Regions from separate parts of the Gossypium raimondii genome. Here region 2 is linked to region 1. Evidence: chromatin contacts called from public Hi-C data. All regions are on one chromosome and are shown on one strand. Each heading gives the region's core, a stretch centred on a gene start, on an enhancer-like site or on the middle of the called end of the contact. The rest is flanking DNA. Distances are from core to core; before and after follow the strand shown.

Region 1 (5,033 bases), core at 138-2,637:
TTTTATACCCACCTTTCAAAAGAAAAAGTCTCCTCGCCTCGCCCCGCATTCACTTTTCAAAAGAAATAATTTGCTCAATTCAGAATGAATTGATTCGAAATTCATCGTACGATTCGAGTTTTGCCATCCCTACGCTGGTGACCAGAAAAGATAAAATTGAATAGTTAGGTGACTCTTTTATAACTTTTCATAATTGAATGACAAAAAAATATTTATAATTGAGTAATCATTATGTGATATTCATAGTTGGATAATAAAAAAATAGATTTTTTTATCAAAATAATATAAAATAATTAAATAAATACTGAAATGGGATAAAGACAATAATATTTACGAATATAAGCAGGAGCTACAGTAAAAAATCAGTGCCGCCTGACCAATTGGCGACACCCCTCTCCTCCGCCATCGGTCACATTAGGTTTAAATTTTTTTATGGGTGCTGCCTGGTCAATCGGCAGCATCAGACTGAAATGTGATGAAAAACTTTAAGGGTGCTACTTGACAGCTTGGCAGCACTAAACTTCAAAAGGGTAAATTGCTTAATAACCCCTTCTTATTTATTTTCTTTTATTTCCCTTCCATACCAAAAATAAAGAGGTCTATTACCAATTAGTTCACAAAGTTTTTTTTTACTAAAAAGCATTTTAAAAAAAAATCGATTTAAACTGAAAATAAATTTCATTTATTTATCGAAAATATTTTTTCAAAAATTTTTCTAGTTTGAATAATTTTTAAAAATAATTTTACAAAAAGTATTTGAACAAAAGATTTATTTTTAAAAATAAATAAAATTTATTTCAGTCTGGAATTCGCTTTTTTACAAAAATACGTTTTAGTAAAAAAATATTTTGGGCTAATTGGTAAGAGGCCTCTCTATTTTTTTTTGTGTTGAAGGGAAACAAAAAGAAATAATAAATAAGAAGGGTTTATGGAGTAATTTACCCTATTTGAAGTTTGGTGCCCTAAACTATCTGGCTTTTCAATCAAAATGGTAAGTTTGCATATCAGATCCCTAAATATTTTAAATCATTATATTTTAGTCTAGTACCGTCGATTGACCAGGTGACACCTTTTTTACTGTAGCTTCTATCTAGATTTGTAAGTATTTATTTAATTATTTTATATTATTTAAGTAAAAAATCCTAAAAAGAAATTTAGAGTGACTAAGGTTTTGTTTTCAAGCATTACCAAGCAGGTAAGCTACTATTCAGATATTCATCAAATATCTAAGTAGCCTCTCAAAATTGAGATTCCTCAACAACAGCACCACTCAAAATAGTACACGCAATTTCACTACACACGTGTCTCAATACAACTGGTGCAATAGGTTTCGCCTTTCAATAATCGGATCTCCCAGAAATATCGTTCTCTCGCAGTAACTCCTTCGATGCAACGAGCAACAGCAAAACGGATAAGACTCCAAAATAACATAAAAAAAACTCCAATCTCTCTTTTAAAAATCTGCGAAGCAAAATTTTCATAAAGTATTGAATTTTTTTTCCAATGGAAATTTGATCTTCAATTGAATTAAATTTACGTCTTTTGAGGAATTTGGATTTCATTTCTTTTAGAAAAAATAAAAAAATGAATTTAGCAGCAAGTTTCCGCGGGAACTTTGGTGTCTTATCTCAATGTAGCTCTTGCTGCGATCTTCGGTTTCAGCCATTGTTGTCGTCTTCGAGCTTTGCTAAGTCGCAACGGTGTCGTTTAAGGAGCTTGAAGTTTTCTCGCGTCCCTAGGTAGTTTTTTTTCTCATTATTTTTTTAAAAATATTCTGCTAAAGAAGAAAGCTTATGAACTAATTCTTTATTCCTCTTATAGATTTTTCAGGAAAAGAGAGATGTTTTGTAGAGTGACTGAAACAGAAACTGGACCAGATAGTAATAATGATGAGGTAATTATTTTATTACTCAATTAGTTCGGACTTCTAAAAAAAATTCCTTTTTTTTATTTTCTTTTCTATGTTGATACAAATTTGGAATTATTGCATTTTTCATTAATGAATCTATCAAGAAGTTATGAGCTACTTTGTGAATGCACTCAACATGTGGTATTTTTGCAATTTTGGATCCAGCAGTTAGCTCAAGATGGTTTATTTTTAGATGAAAAGGGAAATGTTCTTTGATGTTCGATGTTGAATGTCTGTAGGAGGAAGATAAGCATGAAAGTGGAGAAAAGCCGGCAACAACTGATTCTGTAGAGGAAAAAGATTCCCAGATTGATTTGCAGCCCATAAATGTTCAACAAATAAACAATAATGATGCAGAAACTACAGCTCAAGGTGCTGTGCAGGTACTAAATTTCTATTCTGTAGTAGTATCCTTATAGTGACAGAATAGGGCAATAGGCAAGCCCCTACATTACTTGGTTCTCAATTAGAGATGGTATTTGTCTCGTGTTTTAAGGTAGTATATATTTATATAAATTTTAATATGCTAATATTTCATATTATATAAAATCTGAATGTTCTTGCATTCGTGTATTTTTTTTTCGTGTTCTTCTTGCTCATGTCTGTATAATCCATCATGTCCAAAGTTGCCAGGTTTGTTCTCAATGCAAGATCGTGCTACTGTGCTTTTTGCAGGCCACTTTGTTAGATTTCATGTTCATCTCCTTGAATTCGTAACTTTTGGTGATTTTTAATCCCGTTTCTCTATTTTGATAGAAATGTTTTTGTCCAATTGAAAGCTAGATGGTAGTTTAGCTATAGCTATAACTAGCATTATGTTCGAATATTGGTATGGGAGTATGAACCTCCTCAAATATATGGAAAACTTAGAAATTTGGGCATACGCATCCGACACTGACCCTTGAGTCCAAGCAAGCTCCTGCCATACCTACAATTTGAAGTATTTTAGTACATGAATTCACATTCAGCTGCCATTTTGTAATCTGCAAAACATTAATCATAGCTTGCTCAACCTTTATCACATCAGGATTGTGTTTGATACAGGAGGATGACGCTATTGAAGTTACTAGTGGATCGCCTCTGCCAGGTGTGAAGGTGATCATGATGCTGTATCACTTCCTAGGCTGGAATTTACAAGAGAGATCTTCTTTTCCTGTTTCTTTTACATCTTCCCTTGTTTCCTGAACAGCCACAACAACTGGATGAATCAATGAGGATTCCAAAGGAAACCATTGACATTCTTAAGGATCAAGTATTTGCATTTGATACGTTCTTTGTAACGAGCCAGGAACCTTATGAGGTGTGTTAGTTATTTTGATAGTTCTAGGCTTCCTTGATCCTTTTTTTCCTTTTCTTTCAAACATGTATCAGAAGATTCTTAAGGGGCTGAAATCAACTAAAATTGCCTCTGCAACTTGAATTCATAACATATCCATGGAGATAATAATATTTACGTGGTTATAGATTGAACTTCTCCTTCAATAGGTGTTATATTGTCCTTGAGAATAAGATAGCAGAAAACTGTTAGCAATTTTATTTTTGTTTCTTATTTATGTTCTTTTTTTGCGTGATATTTGATAGGGTGGAGTATTGTTCAAAGGAAATCTTCGGGGACAAGCTGCTAGAAGTTATGAAAAGATATCTACTAGGATGCAGGTATGTTTACTCTGCTTGTTCCATTGTACTATTGTGGAGGTTAATGGCTGATTCTTTATTTAATTTCTTCTAAATGAATATACAGAACAAATTTGACGATGAATATAAGCTTTTCCTTCTTATCAATCCAGAAGATGACAAACCAGTGGCAGTTGTTGTCCCGAAAACAACTTTGCAACCCGAGACAACTGGTACTTGGCTATGCTATTACGTTATTCAAAAGTTTAATGTCATCCATGTCATACACCAAAGCCATTGCCATTAAGACTAAAGTATCCTTTTTGCAGCTGTCCCTGAGTGGTTGGCAGCTGGGGCTTTTGGTCTGGTTACAGTGTTTACCTTACTTCTTCGGAATGTGCCTGCATTGCAGTCCAACTTATTGTATGATTTTCTATCACTTTCATTCTGACAACTTAATCAAAATATTAACTGTGGCTTATTCCTGTCATCATAACCAAATCATAAGCAAGACAAAAATGCTACTATTTAGGCTGTTTTCCCTTCTGAGGATCATGTTTTGAGAATTGTACCAAGCTCATAAATTCTTATTTGATCGATCATTCAGTTTGAGTATTTTAAGATGGTAAATAATACATTAGCCTTGTCACTTTAGTTTATTCCTTTCGGAAAATATCTGTCCTAGGTTTCTTGACAAAGATTCCTCTCTCTCTCTCTTGCAAGGACTCGTTTCTATCATCGTTATTTTTCTCTTGGTTCTTGGAAGTTTAAGTTGATTGATTCTGATTTTTTCTTTGTTTCCCCTTTCTTAGAATTAGGAGAATTTTCCATCAGATCATTCAGTTTGTCTTATTGATTTACTGCGAATGATTTTGTTAATGGTCCAGATCAACATTTGACAACCTCAACTTGTTATCGAATGGTCTACCTGGAGCCTTTTTTACTGCACTTCTTCTGGGGGTACATGAATTGGGCCACATCTTAGTAGCAAAGAGCACAGGAGTTAAGCTTGGTGTTCCTTTCTTTGTTCCAAGTTGGCAGGTGATATATATAATTCTTTTCATTAATCCTTTGTTTCGGAACAAACTTCTCTTTTCCTTTCCCTTTTGTGTTCCTGTTAGTTGGTACCTTATATCTTTACTGCAATCTAGTGTGGAAATCATAGATAAGAACATTGCCATATATCTTGGAGGGTCTTTGGAGCAGTGGCTGATCCTGGGATTAAGTTTTGACCTTTGGGGGGCGTAGTAACATTTTCAAAAATTTTAAGAGTTTAATAAGATATTTTTTTTAAAAAGAATTGGGGGTCTAATTAAAATTTTTAAAAATTTTGAGATTAATGAGACTTTTCTAAAATTTTAAGAGCTTAATTAAAGTTTTCTAAAAATTTTAAGGGAAAAATCAAAATTTTCCAAAATTTTTAGGGGCCAAAAGGACCCCTAGGCCGTTATAATGGCCCACCCCTATTTTGGAGAGTCACATTCTCATGTCCATGTCCGAACATATATCG
Region 2 (4,900 bases), core at 2,322-4,821, 150 kb after region 1:
TCCTTTTGGTCTTTTAGCAATCTGAAAATCTGAATATTAAAAGTCTGTCCACGCTCACTGCACCAAATTTGTTGGGCGTTTCTGTGTGTCCTTTAGATGGGTGGAGTTGTGTATGTATATGATATGGTTATTGTTCATAGATGTGATTTGTAGGTAGTTTTCATGCATGTCGACACATACCCTACTCTAGGTTTAACACGTGTTTATAGATGAAGGTTCGCCTATGTGATGTTGTGTGAATCCTTATTGCGCTGTCTCATAAAAGGGTGTGAGTGCCTTACACGCGAACTTAAAGTGTGGAACCGTGTAGAATCCAACTCGAACTCAATCAAATTACGGGTCAGTAATAATGAGTATTATAACATATTTAATTATTTCTATTAGTCAACAAATTGAATAAATAATCTTAGATAAGTTAACTGTCCAAAGCTCGGAAAATATTTTGCTTGAAACATCAATACAATATATTATAAAGAATGATTTACTTTTGAAAGAAAATCCATGAATTATAAGTTAATTTTAAATTTTAGATAACAATAAAATCGGAATCAGATTAAAAAAGAAGAAGTTAATTTTCGCTTTTCAAAATGGTTTTTTAGGATTTATCTATTTGATTATCCTTTGGTATTCTCTAGCACTTTCTTAAGCTCAAGATTTATTCGATTTGAAAAGTAGAATAAGCATCCCAATCCCAAGCCATGCTTTTCTCCCTAATTCTTTTTCTAGATTTTAATTAAGTCCCCACAAAGGCTTCTTTTAATCGGTAGCTTTGTTGTTTTTGACATAAAATTACAATTAAATTGAAACTGGTCCATAAATTGTAGGGAATGGGGCCTTAATCATGTCATTCTTTAAAGACATAATTTAATCACAAATTTATCACTAACCATTCTTATTTATTTCAAAGAAATAGAACTAAAGCTTGTATCAATTATTTTCTGGAGGTCATAGCCTTATCATACCAATTCTTTAGGGTTGTATTGCTATCATAGCCTCTCCATTTTGTTTAATTAACTCACTACGTTACTATCATTCAAATAACTTTTAAAAGCTTTCAAAATGATCTGATTTAAGGTTTATGATTTTTTTCAATAATATCATTTTAAAATTGGAATTGTGTTCTCTCGTGTTTAGTTGGGTAAATAGAAAATTTAAAAGATGGAAATTGAAAGAGTAGAAAAATGAAGATTTTTTTTCTTTTCATAAGTGTGCTTGGAAAAATTGAAAGAAAAAGTAAATTTCTTACTATCTATTACTAGCTAAAGTAAAACAATGAAAGGAAAGAATTAAAACATTTGAAAATTGCATAATTTTGAACTAACATATACTTTTCTCTCATTTTTTTTCACTTCTTATCATTCTAATTTAGAAAGATTGATTTTTATGTATTAGGATAAAAAATTTGTATTTTTATTTTCTTTCCTCTCACCTTCTTTCTTACCGAGCACACTTAACATTTATTTTCTTTCAATTTTTCTATTCTCTCCTTCTATCCCTCTACTTGTCTATCTAACCAAGCACATCCTAAGAGTGCAATATGTCTTATCACTACACCCAACATTTATTAGTAATATTTCCATTTTAATAATCATCATAAATGGGGTAATTTAATTCATATTCTTTCCGATTCTTCATTTTTCTTAAAATATATATATCAAACATTTACATTTGATACATATCTTGATATGAATGTAGATAAGCAAGTTTAATGCTTCCAAATAAACAAAAGCAAACTAGAAAAGTTAAATTAAACATGCACATGTCCAACATGTATTTATAAACGAATTTTAATGATATAAATTCTCTAATATAACAAAAAATACATTTATGGTATATTTGACTAGCACAAGAGTAATTGGATAAAATATAATTACTATCTTAATAATTACACTCTATTGTAATTACAAAAATTGTAATTCCCTTAACTTGTTTGCTAGTAAAATTGTAATTAGACAGTTATATAATTTATTTTGTAAAATATTATTTACTATAAACGTATTAGTATGATAAATAAAAATTCTAAATGAGTAACAAAAATTAAAATTGAATTATCATATGTAATATGTTAGTCCAAGAAAATAGTTGATAATATTATTACTAATAAAATAACAATAAAATAAATATCATATGTAGTTTGGTCTAATTGCTCTAGTATTCCATATTTGTTGGGTTATTCACTCTTTAACATTCAACATATAGTTCTTATTACATCTAAATATGAATTTGCATCATTAAGATTATCAAGATTTTTTTCTTTCATGTACTCTTCAAAGTTTGAATCATCTCAATTCCGCCTATAAATGAAGTTATAAAGTATAACATGTGATCCAATTTTTTTTTTATTGTTATGCTAAGGTGGTGTTGTTAATATAGGAAACCTCTTTTTTAGAACAACAAATGTCTTCTTAACTATATTTTGGAAGCTTTCAATGTCTCAAATTAAAGAGTTTCACAAGTTGTCTCTAGTACTTATGTTTGGCTCCATTCTCTCAAATGGTATCGTACCTCATGATATGGTGCAAGAAAACCTTTTTGCATTTGCATAAGTAGCATCTACCACATTATATTTGGGTTCCAGTGCAAATAAGCTATAGTTTTAATTATATAAACTCAATTTGAAAAAAGACTTACGCTAGGCTATAGCCCTTTCTATAATAAGTACTTAAGTTAAAATAATATAAATTTTATAATACATAACCTTTTTAAAGAAAGGTTTTATAAAGTATCCAATAACTTTCAAACATCTCTTATAAATAATATTATTTTGTCATAACTTTAGGAAGTTATTTTTTATAAATAAATAATGAAAAAATTATAACATTTTTTAAAATATTTTTATACTATATAGCATGGACACATACAATGGTGGATTTTTGGACTAAATTTTGGGGGCCTAGTAAAATTTTCAAAAAATTAAGAGTTTAATGAGACTTTTTTAAAACAATTGGGGTCTAAGAATTTGCATGAATTTGAGGAAGCTTAATTAAAATTTTCTAAAATTTCAAGGAGCCCCTAGACGCGTAAATAAGTTATGCCATACTTTATGACTATAACTTTTTATTAATAAGTAGATTATAACACTTGTATAACATTAAAATTATTTTTATAATATAATTTTTTTGTTATAACTTTCAAAAATACATATAAATTATTTTTATAATATATTTTTTAAGATTTATAATATAACCTTAGAAACTTTTGGCCATACCCATACCAAACACTCCTACTTATTTATTATTATAATATAGTTTTTATAACTTATATAAAAATAATTTTTGAAATTAAATCATGTACAGTATTTGAAAAGTTATACAATAATTAGATTTAAGTGTAATTATCCTAATTTTCGCATTCCCCTAAAATTCGAAAAGTATAATTTCTAATTCAGTCGAACTTATAAATTACAATAATTATCCAAAATATTTACATCCAAAGGGCGAGAAAGAAAACGCAAGCTAAAGAAGTCTTCGGATATAATGACCTCAATCTTCTATTTGAACCTTGATTTTCAAGGTTTTGTCTTAAAAAGGGCAATTTCTAAGGTCCACTAAACCATGACCGGTCGAATATGAAGCCCAAACCCAATCTCGACCGTCTGGTCAAGAACAACCCTAAAACCCTAATTCCCCTTTCCCATTTCTCATCCTACTATATAACCCTACTGTAACCCTAATCCCCATTTTAACCGAGCATAAACGCATCGTCTTGGCCTTTTGTTACTAATACTACCATCCCAAAATGGCAGTGAAGCCCTCCAAAGCCGACAAGAAAATCGCCTACGATGCTAAATTATGTCAGCTCTTAGACGAGTACACCCAGATCTTAATTGCGGCAGCCGACAATGTGGGTTCGAATCAGCTCCAGAACATTCGCAAAGGTCTTCGAGGTGACTCAGTTGTTCTCATGGGTAAAAATACAATGATGAAACGGTCCGTCCGTATGCACGCTGAGAAAACCGGAAACCAGGCTTTCCTTAACCTTATCCCCTTGCTTCAGGTTCTTTAAACTTCTAATATTTATTAATATATTTTTTTTGGTATATTGGGCTCATTATTATTTTGTGTATAGAGCAAAGAAGTGATTGTTTTATGGGTTTATTTTAATCAGGGAAATGTTGGTTTGATTTTTACCAAGGGTGATTTGAAGGAAGTTAGTGAGGAAGTTGCCAAGTACAAGGTTTGTTATTATATCTTTCATATGAATTAAAATTGAAATATTTGATATTAGAATTGTTTCTGTCATTCTTTTTTTGTCAATGTTGCAATGTAATAAATGGAAAATCGAATTAAGAACATGTGAACTTGATATTTCATATTCTGTTGAAGTTATTATTATGTTGTTGAAAGTAGGTATTTATCTTTCACATTGATTTAATAATATTTTAGCTTTTTGATAGCTGAGAAATTCCATTCTCAGCTTTTGGGCTCGATTGTAAGAAGTTAAGTTGCATGTATGCTTCTGGGGATTCATTCTTTGCTTTCAAGTCACTTGCTAACGTATTGTGATTGTTTGCGGCAATCCATATTCTTAAATTAAGCAATGGATTTGATACCAGTCTGATTGTGGAGTTCTATCTGGTTTTCTTTTGGTTCTGGATTTAGAAGTTGGGGACACCATTTGCTTCTGGTTCATTTGCTAGTATATTATAATAGTTTACTTGAACCCCCATACTTGAATTAACCAATACATTCGACGGAAATCTCTTTGTGGAGTCCAATTGTGTGTCCTTTTGGTTCTAGATTTGAAACTCATATGTTGTATTTTGAATCAGACTATCATGAATTTTTTCTTGGTTCTGTAAAGTTCAAGTTAATTTAATGTAGTTGTTTATTGCTAAAATATTGTGTTATTGGATCTGGCTTCAAAAGTTGAAAGATTCATTGTTTGCTGCTGGTTCATT

What was found. A called contact is a pair of places that touch in the nucleus more often than the background predicts.
Region 2: a Hi-C map of leaf shows a contact between it and region 1, with 2.3 times the contacts expected there. The contact joins the promoter of LOC105779714 here to the promoter of LOC105780516 in region 1. A contact is called at or near these places in 2 of 2 Hi-C or Micro-C datasets (both in leaf).

The regions. Positions count from the first base shown.
Region 1 is chr4:38,655,445-38,660,477 of ASM2569854v1, forward strand. LOC105780516 (probable zinc metalloprotease EGY2, chloroplastic) reads left to right here and starts at 1,388. Exons shown (of 12, transcript XM_012604900.2): 1 at 1,388-1,739; 2 at 1,822-1,894; 3 at 2,149-2,292; 4 at 2,954-3,004; 5 at 3,099-3,209; 6 at 3,491-3,565; 7 at 3,651-3,756; 8 at 3,853-3,946; 9 at 4,411-4,564. The coding sequence starts at 1,585.
Region 2 is chr4:38,803,788-38,808,687 of ASM2569854v1, forward strand. LOC105779714 (60S acidic ribosomal protein P0) reads left to right here and starts at 3,572. Exons shown (of 5, transcript XM_012603607.2): 1 at 3,572-3,996; 2 at 4,108-4,176. The coding sequence starts at 3,739.